Regions from separate parts of the Mus musculus genome. Here region 1 is linked to region 2. Evidence: chromatin contacts called from public HiChIP or PLAC-seq data. All regions are on one chromosome and are shown on one strand. The core of a region is the stretch at or near the end of the contact, and the rest is flanking DNA. Distances in the headings are between cores, read along the strand shown.

Region 1 (5,498 bases), core at 2,118-4,617, 220 kb after region 2:
AGGAATATGTGGTCACCTTGGGACACCGGGAAAAGACAAATCTATGAATTTAAGTCACAGAAAAGGAAGACTCCCAAGTCAGTGGAATAGACCAGATCTCAATAGCATTGACGAAGAAAATCTCACTAAGAAATGATGCACCCATTCAGCCACAGAACACCAGAGAGAGGACCAGAAAAATTAATGCACATAAAGTAAAAAAATAAATTAATTAAACAATTAGTTTCCATATACCATGTCTCCCACATCCTCCCTATGGGACAACGTTCTCTGAGGACTTGAGCCATTTGCTTTAAGGTCCTAATACAGCTATCTCCTGTGGCATAGATGGCTCTCTCTGAGAATCTCCTGCCACAGGGCACTGGCTTATTTGGCACTGTGACCTCTGCTTCCTCCCTTGGGGACATCAGCCACTTTGGTTATGCAAGTCCCACTGCCGGTGTTATGGCTTGTGCTTCTTCTCCAAGAGAGATGGATGGGGAAACCTTCACACACCAGGTGGCTCCAACGCTCACCACCAGAAGCCCAGGCCAAAGCTGGCCCCAGGAAATCATGTCACTAAACTGACCTACCTCCAGGCCCCCACCTGTAGGCCACAGCACAGGCTGATGGCCAGACTGAAGGCAGCAGCTAGTAGGGATTCGTGTACGTGTGTTCTGACCGTATGTTGTGTCTGAGTTTCTTGCTACAAAGACATTCTGTGTCTGGTGAAGAACAGTCCCCTCTGTTCCCTGAGGCCAGAGTCCTTTGGGTGGGTTCAGCACTGGCAAGGTGGAGGACACCTGGGAAGCGCCTCTGAATCTTCCTTCCATGCCCTTCGTGGCCCTAGTAACCTAGGATCTTCTCGCCTTTCTCTGGAGTTATTCTTATGATCTTCCATTGTTTCTAGGCTTCCAGTATTTTGTGCGCTGGGTCAGGGGGAAGTTGCTAGCTGCCCTGCTAGTTCACTGTTGCCTCTAGCCCCAGAAGTTTCCAGCTATCCAGAATGGAACATACCCTCTCCCTGTAGCTTCCACCACGCCCTGTGCCTCTTCACACCTCTCACTAGTCTTCTGACCCCGACATGATCCCTAACCTCTGCTCAATATCCACTCTCTAGGGACATTCACTCTCTGGCACCTTGTTCTTGCCCTTTTCCCTGAAGCCTCACCCATTCATATACTCTCATGCATACATAATACATACATACATACACACACATATATACATTTATACACATAGCCATACTTAAATGCACACAAAGAGATATTCACATATATCCACACACATGAATTGGTACTCACACCCACAAACTCACATGCATTTGCACAGCTTACATGCATACACATGCTTACACATACAGTCTCTTACATCATGGGGAGGCAGTAAGCATCTGTTGGTCCACCACTCTCCCATGAGCTAAAAGACCCTCCCACCTGACCCCCTCACTTCTTTTTCCTCTCTACTCCCATCTCTGGCACATAATTGCTTAAATGTCTTCTTCCTGAAAACAATGAGGAGGAGGAGGAAGGTCAAGAGAAGTTTCTCTTAGTCCCAAGTTCCTCCCTGGTCTAGCCTCCTGTCCTTCTATTGCAGCAGCCAGCCTCTGCACAGAGCCTGAGATTGACACACACCTCCTATCCCTGCCCCTGGACAAGCCCTGCCCAGAGCTGACTCACTGACCAGAGCACTCTTTGGAGCTTGGTGTGTTCCATTTTTTTCAAATGGGGCTGTTTTTTTTTTCTTTTGGGTACATGTGTGAGCTGTGCTGTCTCACATATGTGTGTATGTCTGTTCATGAGTGTGGGTACATGTGTGTGTAGGATGCCTGGCATATGTGTGCATATGTAGCAGTCTAAGGTTGACATCTGGTGTTTTCCTCAGTTGCCCTCCATTTTATTTACTAAGGCATGGTTCCTAGCAGAATGCAGAGTGCATTGATTCTAGCTGGTCTAGCTAGCCTGGTTGCTCTGGAATCATCTATTTCTGCCTCTTGAGTGCTTAGATTACAGGCTGCTGCCACCCTCAGTCCCCACAGTGGCTGTGTTCCCCCTGCTCCAATTCCCCAGGGAGCCTCTGGTTCTCCTGTCAACCCCTCTCTGTAGCAGCCGTGGCCCTTCTTGCCCTAAGTACTCCCAGCTGACTCATAACATTTGCTGACCAACTCGCTGGCACATATTGATCCTGTGTCTGCAAGCCTGGGGCTTGTGTATTTCAATCTTATCCAGATGCAGTCCCCTTCGTTCATCAAAATCTCAGACATAGCTAGTCAGCTCCCTGGAATACAGGGGCTCCCCCTACCAGTTCCCTAAAACCTACTTGCCTCCAGATCCAACTTGCATAGCACAGATGTTCTTGGATGGACTCAATGTCCCTCAGCCTCCAGGGATCTTCCTCCCTTTCCCCTGCTTTCAAGAAGATATACATACATACATACATACATACATACATACATACATACACACACACACACACACACACACACACACATACATACATACATATATATATATATTTGTTTTTTTCGAGACAGGGTTTCTCTGTGTAGCCCTGGCTGTCCTGGAACTCACTCTGTAGACCAGGCTGGCCTCGAACTCAGAAATCCACCTGCCTCTGCTCCCGAGTGCTGGGATTAAAGGCGTGCACCACCATTGCCTGGCTCAGAAGCTTCTTGAAGCATGATCTTGCCCAAAGCACTCAAATTTTTCCATGTTGGTCCACACCATCAGGTATGGACATGCGTGTCACCATCTGAGCACCGCCTGTACCATGGCTTCTCTTCTTATGTTAGATCCCATTGTCCACACAGGGAACCAACCACCCATGAAGTCCAGGGTTCATCATGGAACTTTCAATACTGAAACGAGAGTAGTCCCAATAGAGGGGCAAGTTAGTATACATTGTTGTCTTCCCAGCATGAGTAGCCCAATTTGCCCTCACAGATGACCCACCCATTCCAAGTCTCACTTAGAGAGCCTGTTTAGCCTTCCCAAAATGTTCTCTGTACTTTCTATGTCACCACTGCAGTAAGCTTGTCTCCTACTGTCGGAGGGACTGTGGGGTTGATGGTTGTGTTTCCTGATCAGCTGATAGCGATATCTCTTGCCCAGTTGGTTCTCATATTCGAGAAAGATCTGCACTCGGATTTCTAGGAAGCATGAGGGGTGGACTTGCTGTGTTTCCAACCATAAACTGTTCCTTTCTTGATCCAGGGGGACCATGAAAAGAATCTTAGAGAGATACCAATGTCAACCGACCCACAGACCCAAGGGAGAAGTAAGGACAGGAGAAAAGCTGGGAAGAGCCGAGTCCCTGAGTATGATGGGTGTCTGACTCAGAGGCGTCCAGACAGCCTGTATGAATCATATATGATGCACACACCAAGGACAACAGGCCGCCTGCCTCTCTAGGGAACACACAGCACTTGGTGACTCGCTCCAGGAGGTGAGCTAAGGCCACCGTAGGTGTGAGGGAGAACTCTCATCTCTGTACACGGTCAGACCAAGGTGTCCATCCAAGGGAACTTGTCCTCTGCCCTTCCCTTAGCCATGCTGATGACAAGTTACATTCAGAACAAGAGCCTGTCACTTATGCAGGACGTAAGCGCATACCCTAACTGTAGACCCAGCAGCCAGCCTTTCAGCCACCAGCTATCAACTTAGCCCACATAAGAGCTCCACGGAAGGGGCTGCCTTCCACAGCCAAACTGTAGGTGTCAGTTTGGAGAATAAAGGAAGGCTTGCTCAGTCAGTGAGCCTCATGGGAACTCAGAGATGACCATGAGTTCTTTGGGCAAGAAGCCACACAGTGCCACCCAGGTGACAGTAGGGCACAGTCAGACTCACTGGCTGAGGCCAAGATCGCCTCACCAAGACATGCCAGCCAGTCCACAAAGATGTTACACATACAGGAAGTAAAAAGAGAAGGCAGACCCATCAGAGAGAAGCTGGTGTTCTCATGTGGAGAGGAGGAGAGGCACTCAAGTAAAGCAGCCAGGAGCAGGTTACACTGTGGACCTTAGAGTCCCTGGGCAAGAGCCCAGACGCTGCAATGAGCAGGGGCTGCAATCCTGGCTTCCATAGCCTCATAAAAGATAAAAACAAACCCGAGATGCAGTGTCTGTCCAGCAGAGCTAGCCACCCTGTCTGCAGGGGCCTTCCGGCAAGGATGGCTACCTCTGTAGACCTCTTTTGTTCTGTGGACTTGCTGAGCCAAGGGAAGCAAGGTTGGTGGAGTCAATATGGCCAGGGTCTTGCCCAGGCAACCCAGGTAATAGGTGGCCATCCTCAGCCCCCAAGCCATAGTCCTGTTAACCTCTATGTTCTCATCTGCCTGCTACCACTACCTGCCTCTCCCAAGAGCATGCACCCAGGAAGGCCAACATGGGCTAGCCTGCACTAAACCTGGTGGTCAGCATTTGTGGGACAAACAAAGAGGAGGGATGAGTGCACCCACAGATTTCTTACTCTGGTCCAAAGACATCAAGGCCTTCTTCTGTTTTGCTTTCTCCTGGGCTGAACAGTGTTTCTCAGATGTGCTAGTCAGAGTTCCCCAGAGGAACAGAGCCAATAGGAGATGTGGGCAGGCATTAAAATTTGTATTATGGGAATTTCTCATGTGGTGGTAGAGGCAGAAAAGACCCACAGCTGATAGTCTGCAAGCTGTAGATCTATGACAGCAGGGAATGCGGGTTCAGCTGACGTTTTACATCTCAGTCTCTGGGCAGAAGAGCCCTGCTGGGGTCCAAATAGGCAGGATGGGAGAGAATTCCCTTTCCTCTGCCCTTCTTTTCTAGGGAGGTCCCAAACAGATTGTGGGAACCTTGCTGGAAGTCCTCACAGACACGTTCAGAATGCTGGTGAACCCAAGTACCACTCTGTCTAGTACCAATGGCGCAGTCAGTCACCTTGTTATTACACTTCAGGCTTGGTATCACCTGCATTGACCACATTAATTGCTGAGATGGGACACCTCCATATTTGCTCCATTAAGGACCAAGAGGACTTTACCCTTGGACCTAGCCACCAGGCCCAGCACCACGAATTCCTGGCTCACAGAGCCCTGAGTGGACAGGCAGAGGAAGATAGGATTCATAACTATCAAGAGAGGAAAAGTTTTGGAAAGATCAGGAATTCAAGGCCCATACCTAAACATAATAAAAGCAGTCTACAGCAAACCAGTAGCCAACATCAAAGTAAATGGAGAGAAGCTGGAAGCAATCCCACTAAAATCAGGGACTAGACAAGGCTGCCCACTTTCTCCCTACCTTTTCAACATAGTACTTGAAGTATTAGCCAGACCAATTCGACAACAAAAGGAGATCAAGGGGATACAAATTGGAAAAGAGGAACTCAAAATATCACTTTTTGCAGATGATATGATAGTATATATAAGTGACCCTAAAAATTCCACCAGAGAACTCCTAAACCTGATCAACAGCTTCGGTGAAGTAGCTGGATATAAAATTAACTCAAACAAGTCAATGGCCTTTCTCTACACAAAGAATAAACAGGCTGAGA
Region 2 (5,398 bases), core at 2,776-5,275:
TTTTTAACTGCCGAGCCATTACCCCACCACCCCACCACCCCACCACCCTCTGTCTTGAAATCTTAATAAGGAGAAACTTACTTGTTGGGGTAACATTTTCATGCACTATGTGAAGGTATATCTCTTCCTTCATCACCTTCTTAAGGTATTCTCTGTTTGGCTTTAATAAAGAGCTGATGACCTATTGCTAGGCAGGAGAGGAAAGGCTGGGGCTTCAGGGTAGAAAGAAGTAAGATATCAGGGGAAGAATTGAAAGGTGGGAGGGTGGGGATTGGGATTCACCAGCCAGCCAGACAGGGAGGAAGGAAGTCATACCTACTGGGACATGGTGAGAGGTAACATGTCACGTGGCAAACATAGATTAAAATAAATGGGTTAATTAAGTTATATGAGCTTGTTGGGAACCAGCCTAAGCTATAAGGCCCAAGCTTTCATAAATAACAGAAAGTCTCCGTGTCCTTTTGGGGGGCTGGTGGGTAGAAACAGTCCAATGATACATTCTCTTCAAGTGGACCCATGATAGTTAATGCCTTAAGTAGAGCCTCTGGACTGTTTGGGAGGTCCCAGAAGAACAGTCTATGCACAGGCAGGCTGAAATTACTCCACATCCATCTTTGCTTTCTGCATCATAGCAGTTAGGGAGAGGAAATGACAGGAGCAGAAATGATTAAAACTTCTAGTAGGTTCTACCAAACCATCATCCACACTTCCCCAGTGTGCCTCAAAGGCAGAACTAAAAAAAAAAAAAAAAAAAAAAAAAAAATTAAACCTGCACTTACAGCCAATGGTGGTTCCAGTGCAAAGAGGTTTAAGGGAAAACCAGAACTGCTTTCACCTCACTGTCTGCCTTTGCTCCTTCCTGGTGAGTGCATTTATCCTGTTGCTATCTTCTGTTGACACTGAGCCCAGGTTCTTCACTCTCTCCAAACCAAATGAAGATCAACAGCTCTCTGAGACCCCCCAGCCCTCAGCATTAGCTCCAGCCTCACAGTCTGAAGAGCTTCTGTTTCGCAGCCTCTCCAGTGGGAAGACAGCTATTGTTGGACTGCACAGCCCATACTATGGAAGCCAATCTAACAGTTCCCACTTTGTAATAGGGTTTCATTACGTTTGTTCTGTTTCTCTAGAGAACCCTAACACATATTCTACTAAGGACTTCTCATGGCTGGCACTAGTAACACCTCCATTGTGTTACTGCAGAAACAAGAAGGTGAGCAGTTATTGTTTTCTTTAAATAACAGGTTTGATTGCTAAATTTTCATCTGTATACATTGTCTTTTGCCCACTGCTACCCTTTCTCATTACCTTCTTCTCCCTCCTTCCCACTCCTGGGTTAGCTAATAATAGAAATCTGACTAGATTCTATTGCTATATCCTGCTTTCATTACCTTTCACCACTACAGCATGGAATCCGGCCTCTCTGATGCCCTTCAAGGAAAGGAACTTGGTAACTGTCCTACTCTCTGACCTTATGCCAATTTATTAGATTCTCGTGAGAAATCTGACTTAATACTTACTGGTGGATGAACCACGTATCAACACTGATGTTAGAAGTTACCCAGTAGGCTATATTGTACCAATTTAAGCTCTCTTATAGAATATAGATCTCTACCTGAAACACCTATCAGTCTATATGGCAGCTAGCACAGCTTGTCAAACAGGGAACAAACACAGAAACAAGACATGATTTGTTTGTTTATTTATTTGTGCAAATGGCTTTGGACATTTATGAGTTTGTTTTGACTTAAGATTGCCACCAAAATGGCCAGCACGTTAAGTAGTTTTTATACTTCTATTTCCCAGAGATAGGCCTGTCCCATAGGAGGATGACTCCACCAAAAGGGATTATATTGAAGCGAGAAGAGAAGAGAAGAGAAGAGAAGAGAAGAGAAGAGAAGAGAAGAGAAGAGAAGAGAAGAGAAGAGAAGAGAAGAGAAGAACTGCTACAGCAAACTATTTTGCTAAACAGGAGGCTTACCTAAAGCTATGTCTAAAACCAAGTATCTCTGGAAAGGATGACCTCTGGTAAGCGTCAAGAAGGCATTATAGAACATATGTTTAGCCTCTGCCTCTGAAGAGGGGGAATGGGGACTGTTTTTTTCCTAATCTCAGGTGCCCCCAAGAGAGTGGCATGGTAGTACCACATGATTTCAGACAGATGTTAGCTTCATTTCTCCTTGAAATACCTCACAGGTTCAGACAAATTCACTCCTATCTGTTGTGTGACACTATTCCTAGGAAACACGAACAAACGACTATACCTCCTACATAGCGAACCAGTAACAGACATTAGTGAGAACACCAAAGTTGGACTTGGGGAACCCATGAATTTCTTTGGGTGACCCACAGGCAGCTGCATTAGGGAAAGCGCACTCCAGCATGGGTACCAAGCCATGGAAGCTGGAGCCCTGAAGCTTTCTGCACAACTTGCAAGCCCCTCAAAAGGTTGGTGTCTTCTCCCCTTAGCAGTTAAGAACTACCCTTTGCAAGTAACAGGCAGCCACAATGCAGGCAAGTCCTATCATATGCCTTTAAAATTGCACTCTGCTATAATACTTCCTTCTCTGCGTACTTTCCAAAAAGTCATAATTCTTCCATCCTTAAAGTCACGTCTTTTTTTTTTTTTTTTTTTTTTGATGGAGGGTCACACACTGTAGTGGTGACCTTCCTGCCTTAGGCTCCTGTATCATCAGGTCTGATCCTTGACTCTACGGTTTTCAGGAATTCAAGAATGTCAGTCTACCAGGCCCCATAGCCTGAGTCACCGGAAAACTCCCAAGTCCCTGAAACCTTTCAAGGGAGACCCAAGATAGCTGAAAGCCATGCCTGGACGGGAATGGAGGCCTCACAACAGGGCTATGATACAGGTGCCATCCATCAACAACAATCCTCTGGCTTCAGGTAGTGTAAGCAGCCTTAAGTATGACCTAAACAGGGACTGCACGCTCCTAAAGCCACGAAAGTATAAGCATGACAAAGATGAGACAGACACTTAAAAGGACCTTAAGCTTTTTATTGGTGAAGCTGACCATTTTCAAGATATCTTCATTATGAAATATCAAAAATGTTTCTTCCCCAAACTGAAAACTGGCTATTATATTTAAGCTGTAGAATGCACCCTTACCTTTCTTAGCAACACTTATTTTTAACTTGCATTACTGTGTCATCTGACACAGGTATCCTAGTACAGAACAGAGATGGTAAAGTCATAGTGGCTAGAATGGTCTCAGGATGTGGGCTCCAAGTCTTTACTGCCTGACCCCATTCCTTGCAGTGCCACCAAACTGAGAGGTGTCCCTGTCAAAGTCTCCCATGCCTGAGCTTCAGCTGAGATGTCTCAATAGCCAGGTCTTGCAATTTAACGTCCCCGTAGCTGGAGAAACACTTTGTCACTTGTCACAACACACAATGCCATTGTCACAATAATAAACTTGTGATTTTTTTTAACGTTCAACATGTTTCTCAAGCACTGGGAGTGAACGAGGCCTATCTTCAAGAGGTTCATGGCTTTGCTACAGGGTATGGTAATGTGCCCAATTAACCACTCTCTATACACAAAATATGGTTTCTCATGAGCTTACCCAAGACGTTCCATCCTGTGAATCCCCAGTGAAGTGGGAAGCCATGGAGTTCAGCTAAGGTGCTGCAATTAAAGATCTTCTGTATTGGCTGGCAGTAGAGGCCAGGGTGGCCAATCTGCGCAGAATCCCTGCTCTTCCTGCCCAGCCCTCTACAGGCAGAGGAAGCTGACTGTGCTATTTGAACATGCTTAAAGGAGAGGGATGGCTGCCCTCCACTCTGCATGCCTAGGGAGAAATGGTTACTTTATACACTGGGAAGTATGCTTCTCCTTTATTTAGGAAGCATTTATCTAGGGTATGTTCTTGGATCTACTTAGTTCTCCACCCAAATAAACTGGCCACATGGCAGGACATGAGAGGAAGGAATCTTTCATAGGAGTTGGTATTTCTTTCTTAAGGGGGGAAGTAACAAGTAACAAGACACAGAGACACATGACCCTCTGGAGTTTATGCTGCTGAAACAGTATGTTTCCAGTATGCTTCTGTAAAAGCCTGCCCCGAGGTACCTCTGAAGCTTCAGCATGTATTTCCTTCCAGCTTTTGTGGTCCAGACTCAAGTAGTAGGAATCAAAGGTTGTCAGGATGGCCTAGTTTGGCTCCAGGGGCGAGGCAGTTGCTGGAAGTGACTCAGGCTCTTTGCACTCAACACACACTGTGGTCACAGACCGGACTGGTATTAAAAACTCACGTTTGTCACTGCCCTGGACGGAGGCTAGAATGAACTAAGTAGCTGGTATGTTACACTTTGTAAGTGGCTGACGACGGTTTCTCTCCACCTTCTGCGATGTTCACTCACAACTATGCACTTTTTAAGTTTTAGTAACTGAGAGATTACTGATGTTTCAGGAAATTAACAGCTAAGAGTTCCAGAGACCAGTGGATATCGACACTGGCCACTATTTGTTCTAAGGAAGGTCACCTGCAAGGGGGATGTCTCCAATTGCAGGGAGGAAATCCTAGAGTCACAGGGTTAGTTGACTTATCACTTGAATGTTGTTGTACAAGACACCCACCAGTGACACCACCAAGAGCCATTGCTCCCTCGTCATTATTGCTCTCCCACAATTACAACAGATTCGCTGTGACATTTTAGTTATGTGTAGAAACTTTGAAATGAGCAAGCTGAGGTTTTTTGCACCAGGAAGTTAAAACGAGAGAAAAAGTTGACACATTTTATGATTTATTTTATTTACACAACTGAAATTATTTCCTTAGTCACCTTGATTACAAAAACAAGTCAACACGGTATGGTTTAATGGCCTTTCTTAAATAGATCTTACAAATTTAGTGGCTGACAGATAGCTACTTAATACTCAGTAATATTTAATAAGGGGTAACTTCTGCATATATGTAGATGAAAAATCTGTCTGATAGTGCTAACAAGTATAGGTACTTTAACAAGTATGGGTGCTTTTATATCTCAGGAACAGACAGACAATGGTTATTAGTCAAGTGTTAATTCCTCACAAATGGGCCAGCTATTTAGACTTGGAGCTCAGCCCTTGAGAGCTAACTTGCCCTAGCAAGTCACACTTACCGTGTAGGCATGTTGAATAATTTGAATTCATCCGTATTTTTGCACTTAATAAAACTACCATTAAACACATCTGAAAAAACAAAATGGGTCCCATGACTAGAGATATTTATATAAAAAACCTTATCACAGTGTATCTGAAAAAAAAATGGCCCAAAACTAAAGCCATATTATATGTTAAAATAAGCATTTTTCATCTTCCTGTCTGTCTGGCTATGTGTGCACACAAATATCACACACACTCCATAAGGCTCTATCTGGTATACTTATCTGAGCATTCTCA

Evidence for each region. HiChIP or PLAC-seq counts read pairs in DNA pulled down with a chosen protein or histone mark.
Region 1: a contact with region 2 is called in a FOXA1 HiChIP or PLAC-seq map of pancreatic cancer cells. The contact joins two enhancer-like sites. A contact is called at or near these places in 2 of 39 promoter capture datasets (the HPC-7 cell line and pre-B cells), 3 of 484 Hi-C or Micro-C datasets (the 3T3-L1 cell line and liver), 2 of 115 datasets of contacts at active chromatin or transcription factors (embryonic basal ganglia and pancreatic cancer cells) and 3 of 9 other capture datasets (adipose tissue, embryonic stem cells and liver).

Annotation. Positions count from the first base shown.
Region 1 is chr6:118,364,339-118,369,836 of GRCm38.p6, forward strand. No RefSeq gene overlaps it. Among named protein-coding and RNA genes, the nearest start is that of Bms1, 52 kb to the right of the region's middle. Within about 2 kb of position 3,368, at least 32 of the 459 cell types and tissues checked have an H3K27ac peak or open chromatin away from gene starts, as enhancers often do. A contact at or near this core is called in pancreatic cancer cells, where this site is marked.
Region 2 is chr6:118,147,001-118,152,398 of GRCm38.p6, forward strand. It overlaps Ret (ret proto-oncogene), which reads right to left. Exons shown (of 19, transcript NM_001080780.1): 19 at 4,748-5,398. Among named protein-coding and RNA genes, the nearest start is that of Csgalnact2, 11 kb to the left of the region's middle. Within about 2 kb of position 4,026, at least 22 of the 459 cell types and tissues checked have an H3K27ac peak or open chromatin away from gene starts, as enhancers often do. A contact at or near this core is called in pancreatic cancer cells, where this site is marked.